Linked DNA regions of Macaca mulatta: region 2 is linked to region 1. The links are chromatin contacts, called in public Hi-C maps. All regions are on one chromosome and are shown on one strand. Each heading gives the region's core, a stretch centred on a gene start, on an enhancer-like site or on the middle of the called end of the contact. The rest is flanking DNA. Distances are from core to core; before and after follow the strand shown.

Region 1 (7,216 bases), core at 1,072-3,571:
TACTCAAAAATGAAACGAGCTGTGTTATACAGCATTTTGAAGACAATATGAAAACAAGAATGGAAAATATGCCTTTTTTTATATTACATCTTAAAAATATTTTGGATACATCGAGTTAAATAAAATGTATTCATAAAATGTATTTTATGTTTCTTTTTCTGTTTTAAAATGTGGCTACTGTATTATTTAAAGTTATATGTGTGGCATGCAAGTATTTCTATTGGACATCACTGTGACCCTTCAATCCATCCTGAAGGTCGTTTATTGGAGGTAAACCTGTATTCTGTTTTCTGAGTCCTTACAGTGCTGCACAGAATTTTTGTAGGGAGGACAGGTACTCAAAAAATGGTGTTTGTTTACTGGTTATGGCAGGACTAACTTTCCCGAAAGATCCTTTTTATTATGCTATTATCCTACTTGAAGAATCTACAGGGTTTTTTTTTTTTTTTTTTTTTTTTTTCCAGGGGCAGGGGTGCAGGGGGGACGGAGTTTCACTCTTGTTGCCCAGGCTGGAGTGCAATGACGTGATCTTGGCTCACTGCAACCTCTGCCTCCAGGGTTCAAGCGATTCTCCTCCCTCAATCTCCTGAGTAGCTGGAATTAAACAGGCATTTGCCACTACACCTGGCTAATTTTGTATTATCAGTAGAGATGGGGTTTCTCCATGTTGGTCAGGCTGGTCTCGAACTCCCCACCTCAGGTGATCCACCCACCTTGGCTTCCCAAAGTGCTGGGATTACAGGTGTGAGCCACTGTGCCTGGCCAAAATCTACAGGTTTTCTACTGTGAATTGCATCAAGGCCAGATTACTTTGTCTGGCTTCCCAAGTCTTCCATAACCCAATCATAGTTTACTTATGCAGCCTTATCTTTCACTCCGTCCTAAGTAGTACCTTTTGTTCCAGTCTGTTTTCCAAGGTACTTGAGGTCTTTACGCTTTTGTGCATGTTGCTCTTTCTTAATGTCTCCCTCCCCAGTCTCCATCTAAATCAAGCATATCTTCAGGACAAGGCTCATAAATTCTCCCTCCCACATAAGGTTTTTTTCTGTTCTTTTGAACTCACCAATATCTCTCTAGTTGCTATGTGTCAGAGCTATGCAGTTTAAGCTCTAATTTGTTTAATTACTGAACATCTTTATTGCCATATCCATTCAATTTAATTCCACAAACATTTTTTTGAGCCCCTGTGCCAAGAACAGGGCTAGGTAGCAATGAGGGTCACTTTTAGGCAGGGCCAGCGGCTAGAGATTAGCCTTACTAAAAAGCGTAAGACCGACTCTTGTTGATTGCCTTTCTTAGCATCTGCCTCACCGCAAGCAAGGACTGTGTATTGGGCTTATATAAGTCCCATATTAGAACTTCCTCATAATATACAACATGCCAAATCATTGAAACTGCCTCACCCAGAGTTGAAACCTCATGAGCCTGGATTAGGGTCTGGGTTCCAATGAAAAGTGTTTCATTTCTTTAGTTCTCTTTCTCTTGCATTAATGATCACTATTTACACAGCTTCTTGTTAAAGTATCACCGTCGAGTATTTGGGTTCCTGGTCACACTTTCTCCCTTATGGAAGGGCTTACAGCCAGGTGTTTCAGACTCTGGAATCAGACTGCTTTGGATTTGAATCTCAACTCCCCCACTAGTAGTTCTGTAATCTGGGCAGGTTACTTAATTCCTCTATGCCTCACTTTCCTCCTCTGTGTAATGAGGACAACAATATCATAAGGTTGGGGAAAGGGTTAAATGAGCTAATAGTTCGTAACAGAGTAATCACTCAATGAAATGTTATCCCTTAATACATGTCACTACTAGATTATTTCTCGTCCTTAAAATGTAAGAGACCGTTTTTCCTCTTTTATTCCATCCGTGTCTCCAGCTTCTAAACTGCGGGCGAATAAACCTCGAATGAGTAAATGACCCCACCCAGTCGCTAGTATTTCTGCATTTCCAATGTTGTGCCAGCAAGAGCAAAGGCAAATGGGCAAGTCAAAGTAGCCTCCTTGTAAAAGGTCTTCCATTACCGAGTTTTACTCGAGGCCCTCGCGGACCATCACATCTCAAAAGGGAGGAAAACCTGCATGAGGCAGTGCCAGCTACTTTTCAGGAATCACCTTGGGCCTTTTTGCAGAAAGATCCGGCAGGCCGGGCCGCGTACGTTCGGCGCATGCGCAGCGCGCCCGGCGCCCGGGTCCCTTCCTCCGCGCCACCCGGAAGCCTCGGCGCGTCCCACTCCCCCTCCTCCTCCCCTCGCCGGCTCGGGTGGTGTTTGCCGGCCGGCCCGGCAAGGAGGCGGGACACGTCGGCGCTACCACCGCCGCCCCTCCTCCTGTTTCAGCTGCCGCTGCTGCCGCCGCTTCCTGGGCTAAGCCAGCCCGCGGTCCCGGCGGCGCCAGGTGCGTTCACTCTGCCCGGCTCCAGCCAGCGTCCGCCGCCGCCGTAGCTGCCCTGGGCTCCCCGCCCCACTGCCGAGATGGCGACGCGCTCCTGCCGGGAAAAGGCTCAGAAGCTGAACGAGCAGCACCAGCTCATCCTATCCAAGCTTCTGAGGGAAGAGGACAACAAGTACTGCGCCGACTGCGAGGCCAAAGGTAGCTCGGACGTCGTCGCTGCCCCGGTCGGGGCCTCTTGCGACCGGTGACCTTCCCGCCGCTGCGGCGTTCAGGGCCCTAGCGGATGCCTCGGCTTGCCGGGAGGCCCCTGCCCTGACTGGAGGGCGGGTGGCTGAGCGGGCGGGCGCGGGGCTCCTGTCGACCCTCAAGTCCGCCAGAGGCGGCGGCGGCGAGGTCAGGCTCGCAGGCCCTGTCAGTGGCCCCAGCCTCCCCTCCTCCCCGACCCCGGGTTGAGCAGGTGCCGGAGTAGCGATGCTCGGACCCTCCACAGGGCTGAGGGTAGGAGCGGGGCTGGGAGCGCGGAACCGGACACGGGTCTGGGCAGAGCTTAGGGTTAGAGAGTTGCCCTCCTAGCTCTGCTCATAGCTATCTCTGTGGGTGGGGCCGCCCTTAGGTCTCGATCCCCTCTTCTACCCTCCGGTGTGACCACGTCCTCCCTCTCCGGTCCGGATTCTTGGTCTCCCAGACAGAGCCCTACCTGCCTGCCCCACCTGACAGCTTTTGTACAAGGCTCTTGTCTCTGCCTCTTGAAAAAGAGTATGGTGGTCTTTTTCGGTGGATTTGAGTTTTACGGAATAAATTAATTGGAGAAAGGTCTTTATTAGTAGTAGTATTGTTTTTTAGTCTGGTTATTAGCCAGAATGAAGAGGAATTTCATTACATGAATCTCTTGGAGGACAGTGGGTTTATATTTCTGAAGATTTTAGTAATTAGGTTTTCTCTGACCAGCTAGTTTGGGAGAATGTGTGGACACTGATTTGTGTACCTCATAAATGTTGAAGGTTCATTTTAAAGATCTAGAGACAGAAAAGACCTAATTTTAGTTTGTTCAGTTGGAGGGCTTCTGCCTCAGCCTTTGAAATAGATATACTATTTTTAGCTGCTATATTTTGTGTTTGGAGATCTGATTTATGTTTAATGCCTTGCAAGTAATCTCATCAGAAACATTTCTAATTTTTTTTTAAAAGAAATGTCTTCTGTAGTTAATAAAAGATTGCGTCTATTTTTAATTGGTTTATTTCGTTATTGGGCGAGAAATAGGGTAGTTCTCCAAAGCAGGAGACAGTCTCTTTGGGGAATGTCCTTTAAGATTTCTGTGTTATTTGACTTAGACTCTTCCTGAAGCTTTACTGTTCTTTCTCAATACTATATAAATGAGTCATATTTCAGTAGACTGGTAATATTTGACTAGACTGAGCCACACAGCATCAGCAGGTTTCTTCACTGTCATAACAGGTACTGAATTACTGGAAGAATCAAGTGGGAATACTGTAACTAGATTATTTTTATGAAGCACTTTTCAATATAGTAACTTGATTGAGTCAAAATTATATTTATCCTGTGTAACCTTTTCAGGTGATGAGTTTTTACATAGTGCATGCCTGGTTCTTGTAATATTTGTTTTCCTAGTAACTTGATTGTGTGTGGCTATTTGGGAGTTCTGTACTGTATTGAGGCTCAGTCGCTTGCTCTTCATGGACTGCACTAGTAAAACACTGAAAAATGGTCTTTTAAAAGGCCAAGAAGAAGAAAGAAGCTGAAGTTAAAAAGTACACATTTTGTCATTTTGAGTAATAACATGATTAAGTAGAGATGCTGGTAAATATTAAATCTGTTCATTAAAAATTGAATAGTAACAGTTTCAGAATTAACCTTCCTTCATCTACAGACATCGTTAAAAATAATTTAATTTTTGTTCAAATTTCTGTTTCCAGAAAAGTACTTTATAAAATCAGATTTTCACTAATGCTTTCTAAAATAATACAGATTTTTAAAAGCCGTTATTAACCATGTTAACTTTTTTTTTTTTTTTCATTTACTCTTTTGGAGTGGGGAGAAGAGAATCATGTACTTCTTAAATTAGGATGAAAAGTTTTACTTCTTTGGACCTGAAGAATAGGAAGTATTCATTTTGCTCAATGTTTGTATTGCCACGGTATATACTGAATGAATGTCTTTTGTATTTTGGTTTTGTCTGGCCTTTTGTTGGTTTACTTGTTTTGAGAAGTGAGGGATGTGGGAGAGAAGAGAATGGTATCAAGAGTACAAGGGTGCAGCTTGAAGGGCATGCACTCCACAGTATAATTTACAAGGATTTTTTGTTGTTGTTGTTGCTACTAAATCTAGAAGAATATTAAAATGATCTTGTAAATTATTTCAATGTGTTATCTTGATCTTTCAGGCAAAAAATCACAGGTAAGGCCACTTGTTGGCTTAATTAGACTTGATTTCATAGTTGTAACTGAAAATTTTGACATGGTAGAGCAATAGATGTAAATATATTTTCGCAGTTTTTGAGTATTTGGTAAGGTTGAAGTACATTATGGAGGCTTTTTTAGTAGAATTCTTGGCTTGTTACATGATTTTGGATCTATATGCTAGGATGACATAATAAATGTAGTACTTTTAAAAGATATGTTAAGGATCTTACTCTACAGCTCGGTTACTAAGAAGTTTCATTCTGTGTATGTATTGATGTTTTCTTCACTGTCTAGTAAATTGCATCAAACTTTTCATGTACTGTATTTCAAAGTTATTTCCCAGTTAACTTAATTTTCTTTCTTTTAAAGAAGCTTCTTCCACTGATCTTTGGGAATATGTACCGAAACTAAAGCTTAGGATTTGAGGTCCCTGTATTATCTTGCCTTATAATAGTTGGTAGAGGTATGTCAATTGGGTTTTGACATTTTCTTACTGAATCACCAGCTTGTGTTTCCTGGATTGACAGTATTTAAGAAGCAAGGAAGGAGAAAAGGATGGTATAGGCACCAGTTTCCTGCTCTTGATGCTGCTCTTACCAAATCCGTTGAACAACTGGGGAATTTAAGAACAGGCAGATGGAACTACTCCTCTTCTCTCCTAGCTGCATTCATGACTCAGTGGGAGTTTAAAGCAGCTCTTGTTGGTTATTAGTTGGTGACACTTTAGGGAGCAGTGAGGACTGAGAACGCCTTGCCAGCTTCAAGGTTAGTTTTCAGTATTTAAAGTGTTGTCTACAGGTAATCCTAGCTTTGATTTTTTTTTTTTTTTCTCCCACTTCTGTATTCTTTCACAGGCTCAGAACAGGGCATCTTGTGCTGGACATCAGGAGTGGCCTGAACTAGTGGGTAGGGCTCCTAGAAAACATCACTGGGCTTGGCAGGCACCACACTGACATACCCCATGCTTGTTAATGTATATTTCTGAGATTTTAAAAATGCAGAAATGCATTCAAGATCAGCCTGGCCAACATGGTGAAACCCTGTCTCCACTAAAAATATGAAAAATGTTAGCTGGGTGCGGCGGCAGGCGCCTGTAATCCCTACTTGGGAGACTGAGGCAGGAGAATTGCTTGAACCTGGGAGGCGGAGGTTGCAGTGAGTAGAGATTGCACTGCTGCACTCCAGCTTGGTTGACAGAGTAAGACTCCATCCCGGGGGGAAAAAAAAAAGCATACAGATAAAATTCACATTGAGACGTTTCTTCCCACTGTCCGCTCTCCCTAGCCCCTGGCAGACACCATTGCATGTTCTATCTCTATAGGTTTGCCTGTTCTGGATATTTCATGTAATACAACATATGGACTTTTGTTTCTGACTTTCACTTAATATGTTTTCAAAGTTCTTTCATTTTGTAATGTGTCGGTACCTCATTCCTTTTATGGCTGAATAATATTCCATTGTATGGACAGACCACAGTTTATCCGTCTATTGATGCATCTTTTACTAGGTTTGATTTTGAGCATATTTAAATTGGTATGAAAGTGAGTCTCTTGCCCATTCAATTTTGGGTTGTCAGAAACATAAGGTTTTTTAACTCTGGAGATTGTTTTGTTTAGCCTGTATGATACTGAGAGGGTAAGCTCCTTGCTCACATCAAACATTCGTTTCTTCATTCCGCAGATCTTGACTTGAAGACACACTGTTAGATACTGTATTAGGTAAGAGAGCTAAAAAAATTTGTAAGACCTAAAGGAGTTTGTTTAGTGTGGGTTTTGTTTTTCCAAGTAAATAATTCTAAAATAATGTGCTAAGTACTTGTAATAATGGTTGTAAGAAATAACTACCTCTAAACTTATTTTAGGCTGTTGTTCCCCTTGCACCTTGACTTTTGCCCACTGGTGGTCTTTACAGTTGCTAGAATGCTGTTTCAAGACCTTCGCACGTGCTGTTCTTCTGCCTGGGAAGCTTTCTAACGAGTTTTTGCCTGCTCAGCTTTTGCTCATCTTTCAATTCCTGCTTAAATGTCTTTTCAAGGGAAATAATTCTCCTTGATCCTCTGAGATTAGATTAGGTTTCCATTTATAGATAAAAGACAACACCCTGAATCTTTTATTGCACTTATCACAATTATAATTAAACATTATTTAGGTGATTATGGGGTATACTATATCCCGGTTGGATTATAGCTGCAAGAGAGAACAGATCTTGTTTATCTTGGTTAGGGTAGTATCCCCAGTTTTCATTACATGTGGTAGGTAAATGTAACTTAGCAAATATTTTTTGAATGAATGAATGTGTGAATGAATGAGCACAGAGCCCCAGGCAGGCAGCAGGGTATGTGAAAAGGAGTGCACCTGTGAAAGGGAGTGGCATGTGGAGTGACCCTGTTGGGACAGTCACAGAAGG
Region 2 (7,300 bases), core at 4,505-7,004, 240 kb before region 1:
TATAGTGGTTTATGCCATGCTTAAAGTTTTACTCAACTTTTGTTTTTGCTGTAAAATGTAGATTTAAAAATCTACAGATTACATTAATTTCCATTCACATTGTACCTTAAATCCTTTTCTCCAGTCTCACCAGAAGAGATGTTCCTCTTTTTGTTCAAGTTTGACTTTTCCTTGGACTACAGAAGCATTGTGAAAGAGAGAAAATGTTTTTGAAAGAAAGGTTAGACAAGACATGGAAATGGAATGGACAGGAAACTAAAAAAAAGGGAAGCATCAAATATAGCTGTATTAGACATAAACATGGGAACAGTAGACACTGTGGACTACTAGAGGAAGAGAGGCAGTGGAGTACGGGTTGAAAAACTACTTGTTGGGTACGATGCTCACTACCTGGGTGCAATATATCCCTGTAACAAATCTGCACATATACCTTCTATATCTAAAATAAAAGTTGAAATTAAAATACGTGTGTGTGTGTGTATATGCTGGGCACAGTGGCTCACGCCTGTAATCCCAGCACTTTAGGAGGCTAACACAGATGGATCATCTGAGCTCAGGAGTTCAGGACCAGCCTGGGCAACATTGCGAAACTGTCTCTACTAAAAATACAAAAATTAGTCAGGCATGGTGGTAAGAGCCTGTAGTCACAGCTACTCGGGAGGCTGAGATGGGAGGATCGCTTGAACCTGGGAGGCAGAGGTTGCAGTGAGCCAAGATCATGCCACTGCACTCTAGCTTGGGTGATAAGAGATCCTGTCTCAAAAAACATATATATATATATAAAATATATCTATGTATATAATATATATGTATATATAATATGCATATATAATATGTATATATGAAAAGGATTTTAAAAGATAAAGAAGTGAAAATAGAACAAAAGAAAAGAAAAAAATATATATATGGCAGTGAGGTTCTAGGCTTAGTAAATGGGAGGGGAAGGGGTATTGACAGAAACCAGAAGTTTGGCAGAGAGCTAGATCTGTGCATGAAGGAAGGCAGGATGAGTTTGGGATATGTTGAATAAGAAGGTATAGCAGGATAACAGGAAAAGTGATACAGTCTGATACGAAGCAGATGATATGGGGCTGGAATTGTTTTAAAGATCAAGTCTCAAGATATAAATGTATGAGTCATAGGAAGACTGAGATAGTTGCCCTAATGTGTTTGCTGTCAAAGAGCAAATGATAATTAGTATAAATATTATGTTTTAAAAAAAAACCACAGTAAGCTTCAGGCATACAAAGAAGAGAATAATTCAGAAATCATTTCACTGCCGTCACTTGATACTAGTTAATTATACTTCACAGGAATGATTCAGTGGGATGGTGGTAGGAGGAATGTTTCTGTCTGACAGACTGACTCCAATGATCCAAGCAGACATGCTGTCTTTGGGAACCCTAGGTAACCTGAATTGCAACCAAGAAGTCACTATTTGTCCCTTTATAACAAAATATAACAAAAACTACTTTGAACTTTAATAGACCAGGAAGCATCAGGTTTTTTTTTCTGTATTATTACAGTCTGATATGGAGTATATGTATTACATAGAATGAGACTCTGTCTTAAAACAAAAACAAACAAAACATCATGAAATAATATTACAACATTGTTATGAAGTAATACATTTGCCCTTCTGGTTTGTAGCTGTTACTAACCCATAAAGGAAGTCCTATAATGAAACTTTGTTCTGCTGTTTTATATTTCTTGTTAAAGTAATATAACCTCCTAAAAAACTTTGAGTACTGTGGGCATTCACCCAAGTATCCGTAAATGATAAAATCTATATTCTGCCTGGAGACAAGAGTGAATGCCCCAGAAGGAGGTTTAATACTTTATTATTACTTATCACACTTTATTAGAGTACTCTAATTCTTACAAAAAAGAATTCAGAATTCCCTGTATGAAATGCCAAAAATAATCACATTGTTGAAAAAAGTTGTGGAATAACTTTGACTATATCTCATTTTTAATTTTCAAATAATGACCATACTTACAACAGGAATATTTTAAAAATCATAAAGCCCAGTAAGGAAAAATACAGATTTTTTTTTTTTTTTTTAGTAAATTAATGTTTAGCATCTGACAAATATGAGACATCCTTCATGAGGCTATTTCCTTTCTTTTTTTTTTTGAGATGGAGTCTTGCTCTGCCGCCCAGCCTGGAGTGCAATGGTGTAATCTCGGCTCACTGAAACCTCTGCCTCCGGGATTCAAGTGATTCTCCTGCCTCAGCCTCCCGAGTAGCTGGGATTACAGACACCCACCACCACGCCTGGCTAATTTTTGTATTTTTGGTAGAGCCAGGGTTTCACTATGTTGGCCAGGCTAGTCTCAAACTCCTGACCTCGTGATCTCCTGCCTTGGCCTCCCAAAGTGCTGGGATTACAGGAATGAGCCATCGCGCCCGGACTTCATAGGGCTATTTTCAAATTTACAATATTCATTTCTTCTACTGTCTCAATCTTTAGCTGAATCAATGTTGTGCAACTGAGAAAGGGAGAGATAACCTGATCTTTGGATTACGAGAATATTCCACAGTTAGAAGGGTTTAGCAAACATTCAAAAACACTTCATGCCAAAGTTAAATTATGTAAACCAATTACAAGATAGAAAGGATTCGAAATCTTACATTCCTTGAGCACAACATAGATTGAAAATGACACATATAACATAAAATGTTAATGTACATTAAATGTGACACAAAACTGTTTATTAGCAGCATAATGGGTGACAAGAAATCTGGGATGATAAATACGGGAAGTAAATTTAGAATCAGGAAATTTCTACACAAATTTCTAAAGGAATTCAAATTGTATATAATGGGATTATCTTCTCATATGTGAGAGAAAACAGACCTAGAGAAGGTAAGACACTCTCAAGATAACACAGTATAATGAAGACTTTAGAATTAGAACCAGGTAATGTGACAATTAGATCAGTGTGCTAAATCCTCTAGTAGTCTGTACCTCAGCAGATGGCATAAATTTTCTTATTTCTTATGGTTTTTGTTGTTGTTGTTGCTGTTTTTTATTTTTGAGAAGGAGTCTCACTCTGTAGCCCAGGCTGGAATGCAGTGGTGCCATCTCAGCTCACTGCAACCTCCGCCTCCCAGGTTCCAGCGATTTCCATGCCTCAGCCTCTGGAGTAGCTGGGAATACAGGTGCCTGCCACCACACCCGGTAATTTTTTTATTTTTAGTAGAGATGGGGTTTCTCTGCTAAACCCAGGCTGGTCTTGAACATCTGACCTCAAGTGATCTGCCTGCCTCGGCTTCCCAAAGTGCTGGGATTACAGGGGTGAGCCAAAGCAGTCCCAGGTGAATTTTCGTATTTCTTTAAGACATTATTTTATATTCGTCTATCAATAGATAATTACCAGGAACTCTTGCTAAATCTCTAGGTTAGTTAAGTGCTCCTCTTCTGGGTTCCCAGACAACCCTGTACCTACCCCAATTTTAACTATGTAGGAGAACTTGTTTTTTTTGTTTTTGTTTTTACATGCCTGTCTACCCCTACTAGACTGCAAACTCTGAGATTTTAGACTAACCGTTAACCTTCATTATATCCCTCAGTAACTAGCACAGTATTTAGCAAACATCTAATAAACAATAAAAATATATATATAATGGTTGAACTGATTTGACTTTTTTCGAAGGCGCACCATGATCCTTGTCAACTTCTCCAGCCTCACATCCGCAAACAGTGGCATAGAAGTCTTAGTTTTAGTTCAGCACAAAGACCAGTTTCTTACGTACAGCTTTTGTTTAAGCAATCCTTTTCCCTTTACTCCTCCCAACCGCCACAAGACATCCCACTTCAACTTTCTGGAATCATTTTCTCCTAGAAGTTTTTCCTGACTCATGACCTCTTCCCAAAGTTGGATTAATGCTTCTTCTGAGCTCCAATAGCTCCCTGTGCCTTTATCTCTGCACTATACACATTACATCATAGGGTAATACTGCAAACACTCCACCCAAGTTCTTTTTCATTCATGTTGGTATCTTCCAAGATTAGCACACCGCCTGGCACATAGCAGATGAGTTAACAATGTGATTTGAATAAAAAGAACTCGGAACAGGGAAAGAATCTTGGCACACAGTGTGGGCCACATGGAGTGCACGGAGGTGGAAATGCAAATAATTGGTTGTTTACTATATTCTCCTAAGACATGGCTGGAACTAAAAAAACAGAAAAAGCCTTTCCAATTTTGAGGCTAAAGTTCAAGTCACAAAACAAGCAACAAAAGCCTGTTTAGCAAGGACAGTAAAATGGTACAGGGCTATAAAAGAAGGGACAAATTAGAATTCAAGAAAGCAGGCCATTCATACAAATGCAAATAGATTGGTTCACAGGATAATGGGACACCCAATCATGTAAAAACTGGTACAAGCCGGGCATAGTGGCTTAGGCCTGTAATCCCAGCACTTGGAAGGCAGCGGCGGGTGGATCACCTAAGGTCAGGAGTTCGAAACCAGCCTGACCAATATGGTGAGACCCCGTCTGTACTAACAATACAAAAAGTAGTCGGGCGTGGTGGCATGTGCCTGTAGTCCCAGCTACTCGGGAGGCTGAGACAGAACTGCTTGAACTCCGGAGGCAGAGGTTGCGGTGAGCCGAGATCACACTACTGAACACCAGCCTGGGCGACAGAGCAACACTCTGACTCACAAAAGGAAAAAAAAAAAAAAAAAAAAAAAAAAAAACTGGTGCAAAGATGAAAAACAATGGTTAAATTATATATTCAAAACCTGTCCCCCAAATGGCCTAGGTTACAAGACATCACCATTACTTTCAAATGAATGCACAAAGCTTTTCCCTTCTAATTCTTACTGTGGTAAAATATACATAACAGAAAATTTACCATTTTAAGTGCACAGTTCAGGAGCATTACGTCCATTCATTATTGAGCAACCAACACCACTATCCATCCTAGATTCATTTTTAACACACGAGTCGCAGCCGAAATTTTCCTTTCATTAACTCAGCTTTAGCAACATACTGAACTTTATGCACTACAAAAGTTTTTGCCACATAAGGTTCAGAAACAGGGAAGAGTGAAATAAATCAATGATCCTTCATGGGTTTCTGTTAATGGAATGTAACAGCGAAAGGCTTCACTTCATCAGCCCCCTCCCGCCCTTTTTGGCGTCATAAACCGAGAAATAACCAGATCAGCACCCATATCTCCCAAGATGCAAGGACCGGGTCCCGAAAGGCAGTTGTCCCGCCCCAGCGCAGATCCCCTGCAGCCTCCTTTCCTACCGCACAAATCGACTAGCGCAGGAACCGGGGTCTCTACCCGGGACTGCACCGAGGAGCTAGAGAGAAAGGGAGAAACAACATTGTGAGAAAAAAGGCTAAAGTTCTCGAACTCCCTCTTTTTGCCCTCTTCTTGCTCTCTACTCCTCCTCCACCTCCAGGTTCCATCCCTTAAACGCACAAGCAAGCCCCTTTTCTTGGACGCGCGCTTTTTGTTGACGCAACTCTCCCGTTCTCGCGGGAACTTGGGAACGGGAGCCTGGTAGGGCGGACAAATCTCTAGAAATCTCAGTAGGTGCTGGAGCTGGAGGGGCAACTGAAGCTCCTGAAGGGCGGGGCACGGAGCTTGAAGGGGCGGGGCCTAGCCTCAGAGAGGGGAGGGAAGAGGCGGGAGGAGGAGGTGAGAGAGGCCGGGGGCGGGGCCGTGCGGCCGGGGACCTGTTGATCGCAGGTATAGCCGGCTGGCCCGGACTCCCTCGGGACTGGGGCGACTGCGCATGCTCGCTGGCCGCGCTGGGCCGGTAGCCGAGCCGCGGTGACGAACCGGCTCCGGGGTTGCGGTGTTTGCGGTTGCTGTGATGGCGATGTGAGGGGGCCCGGGGCGGGATGGTGCTGACCCGGGTAGGGCCGTCTTCTTCCAGCTGGACAACGAGCTCCTCCGTCCGACAGGCGGGGGAAGAGGCCGACCCAGGCGAGAGGTAACCCCCTTACTGTCTCCTCTGGCTCCCCCGACTCCCGACACCCATGACCCCTCCCTCCGTCCCTCTTTCCCAGGGGCTAGGAAGGAAGCGGCCTCCTCCTCGTCCGCCGCTCGCCCGCCGCGGCCCCTCACCCGACTGCTGGCGGTCGGAGCCTGGCCCCGGCCCCGCTGAAGGTCGGCGGGGACGGCGGTGCGGAGCGCTCTGCGGGAGGCGAGGGGCCGCGGCGCGCTGCTCTCCCGGTGCCCGCGGCCGCCCCTGCCCCTGCGCTCGTCCCTCGACCTGTTCTTCCTGAACCTTGCGCCTAGCGTGTCCCTGCCTTCGCCTGCCCTTCACCCCTACTCCATCTTCGTCGCTCTGTCCCTCCTTTACCCGCTTTCGTGGTTCTGCTTTTTCATCCCGCGCCTCCCACGTGCCTTTTTGCCTTGGTGGTCCCTCCTTGGGAAGCCGCGTATCTCTGTGTTTCCATCCCTAGGCTGACTCCCCTGTCCGGAGCTCCTTACCCTGGCCGACCAGGTTTCTCACTCTTGTTACCTCCATAATTTCTTCCTTGGTTTTATTTTCCTCTCATCCACCTCCTTTGGGTACTTCCTCCTGGTTCCCTTTTTGTTAGTTGCCGATTGTGTTTTGCTTTAGCATCGCTTTGCACTGGAGTTCATTCCATGCCCCGTCTTACCTTCGGAAACCCTCACTCCCTTCGCTTTCCTTTGGTACCCTGCTTCATCGCTTTCTGCCTGATGGCCACTATCCTCCCGTCCTTTTCCATCGTGGACCCAGTGAGTCTCTAATCTTAATTTTTTCCCCTCCAAAACTCTTCCACCCTCCCCCTCATTTGTATAAGTCAAGCCTCTTAACTTCATTCTATGTTTTACTTATTAAATCTCTGAAGACTTCTTTGTGCCATATCCTTCTAGTCGTTGCTGCTTTCTGCCTAAGCTAGGTATCCACTCAATGTTTCTAGTTCATCTTCTAGTTTAGTAACATTTCTTCTTTCTTTACCTGTTGGTGGAAGTATCATCGAAAGAGTGACAATAAATCGGTTACACTTATTGATTAAAGCTTTAATTTCTAAGAATTATGTTTACCTGACATGCCTGGAAAAGCAACTTGAGTACAGACTTCATGAAACTATAACGGGTTAAGACTTGTTAAAGGTTGACCTGCAAACATACACTTAAAATTTGGAAATTTTCTTGTCCTCCATTAGGTGTAGCTGCCCAAGAACTAATCTTAGATGAAATTTAACAGAATTTATTTTATAAAATGTATTATTAATTTGTTTTATACATTTGCTATTGCAGTTGACTGCATAATTTTCCTGAGAGTCTCTGTTCTCTA

Evidence for each region. Hi-C and Micro-C count contacts between places; a contact is called where the count stands out from the background.
Region 2: a contact with region 1 is called in a Hi-C map of fetal cortical plate, with 2.3 times the contacts expected there. The contact joins the promoter of FAM135A here to the promoter of SMAP1 in region 1. A contact is called at or near these places in 2 of 14 Hi-C or Micro-C datasets (fetal cortex germinal zone and fetal cortical plate).

Annotation. Positions count from the first base shown.
Region 1 is chr4:114,900,184-114,907,399 of T2T-MMU8v2.0, reverse strand. SMAP1 (small ArfGAP 1) reads left to right here and starts at 2,321. Exons shown (of 9, transcript XM_077999773.1): 1 at 2,321-2,588. The coding sequence starts at 2,471. It also overlaps the pseudogene LOC106997989.
Region 2 is chr4:115,143,344-115,150,643 of T2T-MMU8v2.0, reverse strand. FAM135A (family with sequence similarity 135 member A) reads left to right here and starts at 5,754. Exons shown (of 19, transcript XM_077999779.1): 1 at 5,754-5,962. The coding sequence starts at 5,871. LOC144340332 (a long non-coding RNA gene) reads right to left here and starts at 5,566. Exons shown (of 2, transcript XR_013416321.1): 1 at 5,446-5,566; 2 at 3,009-5,323.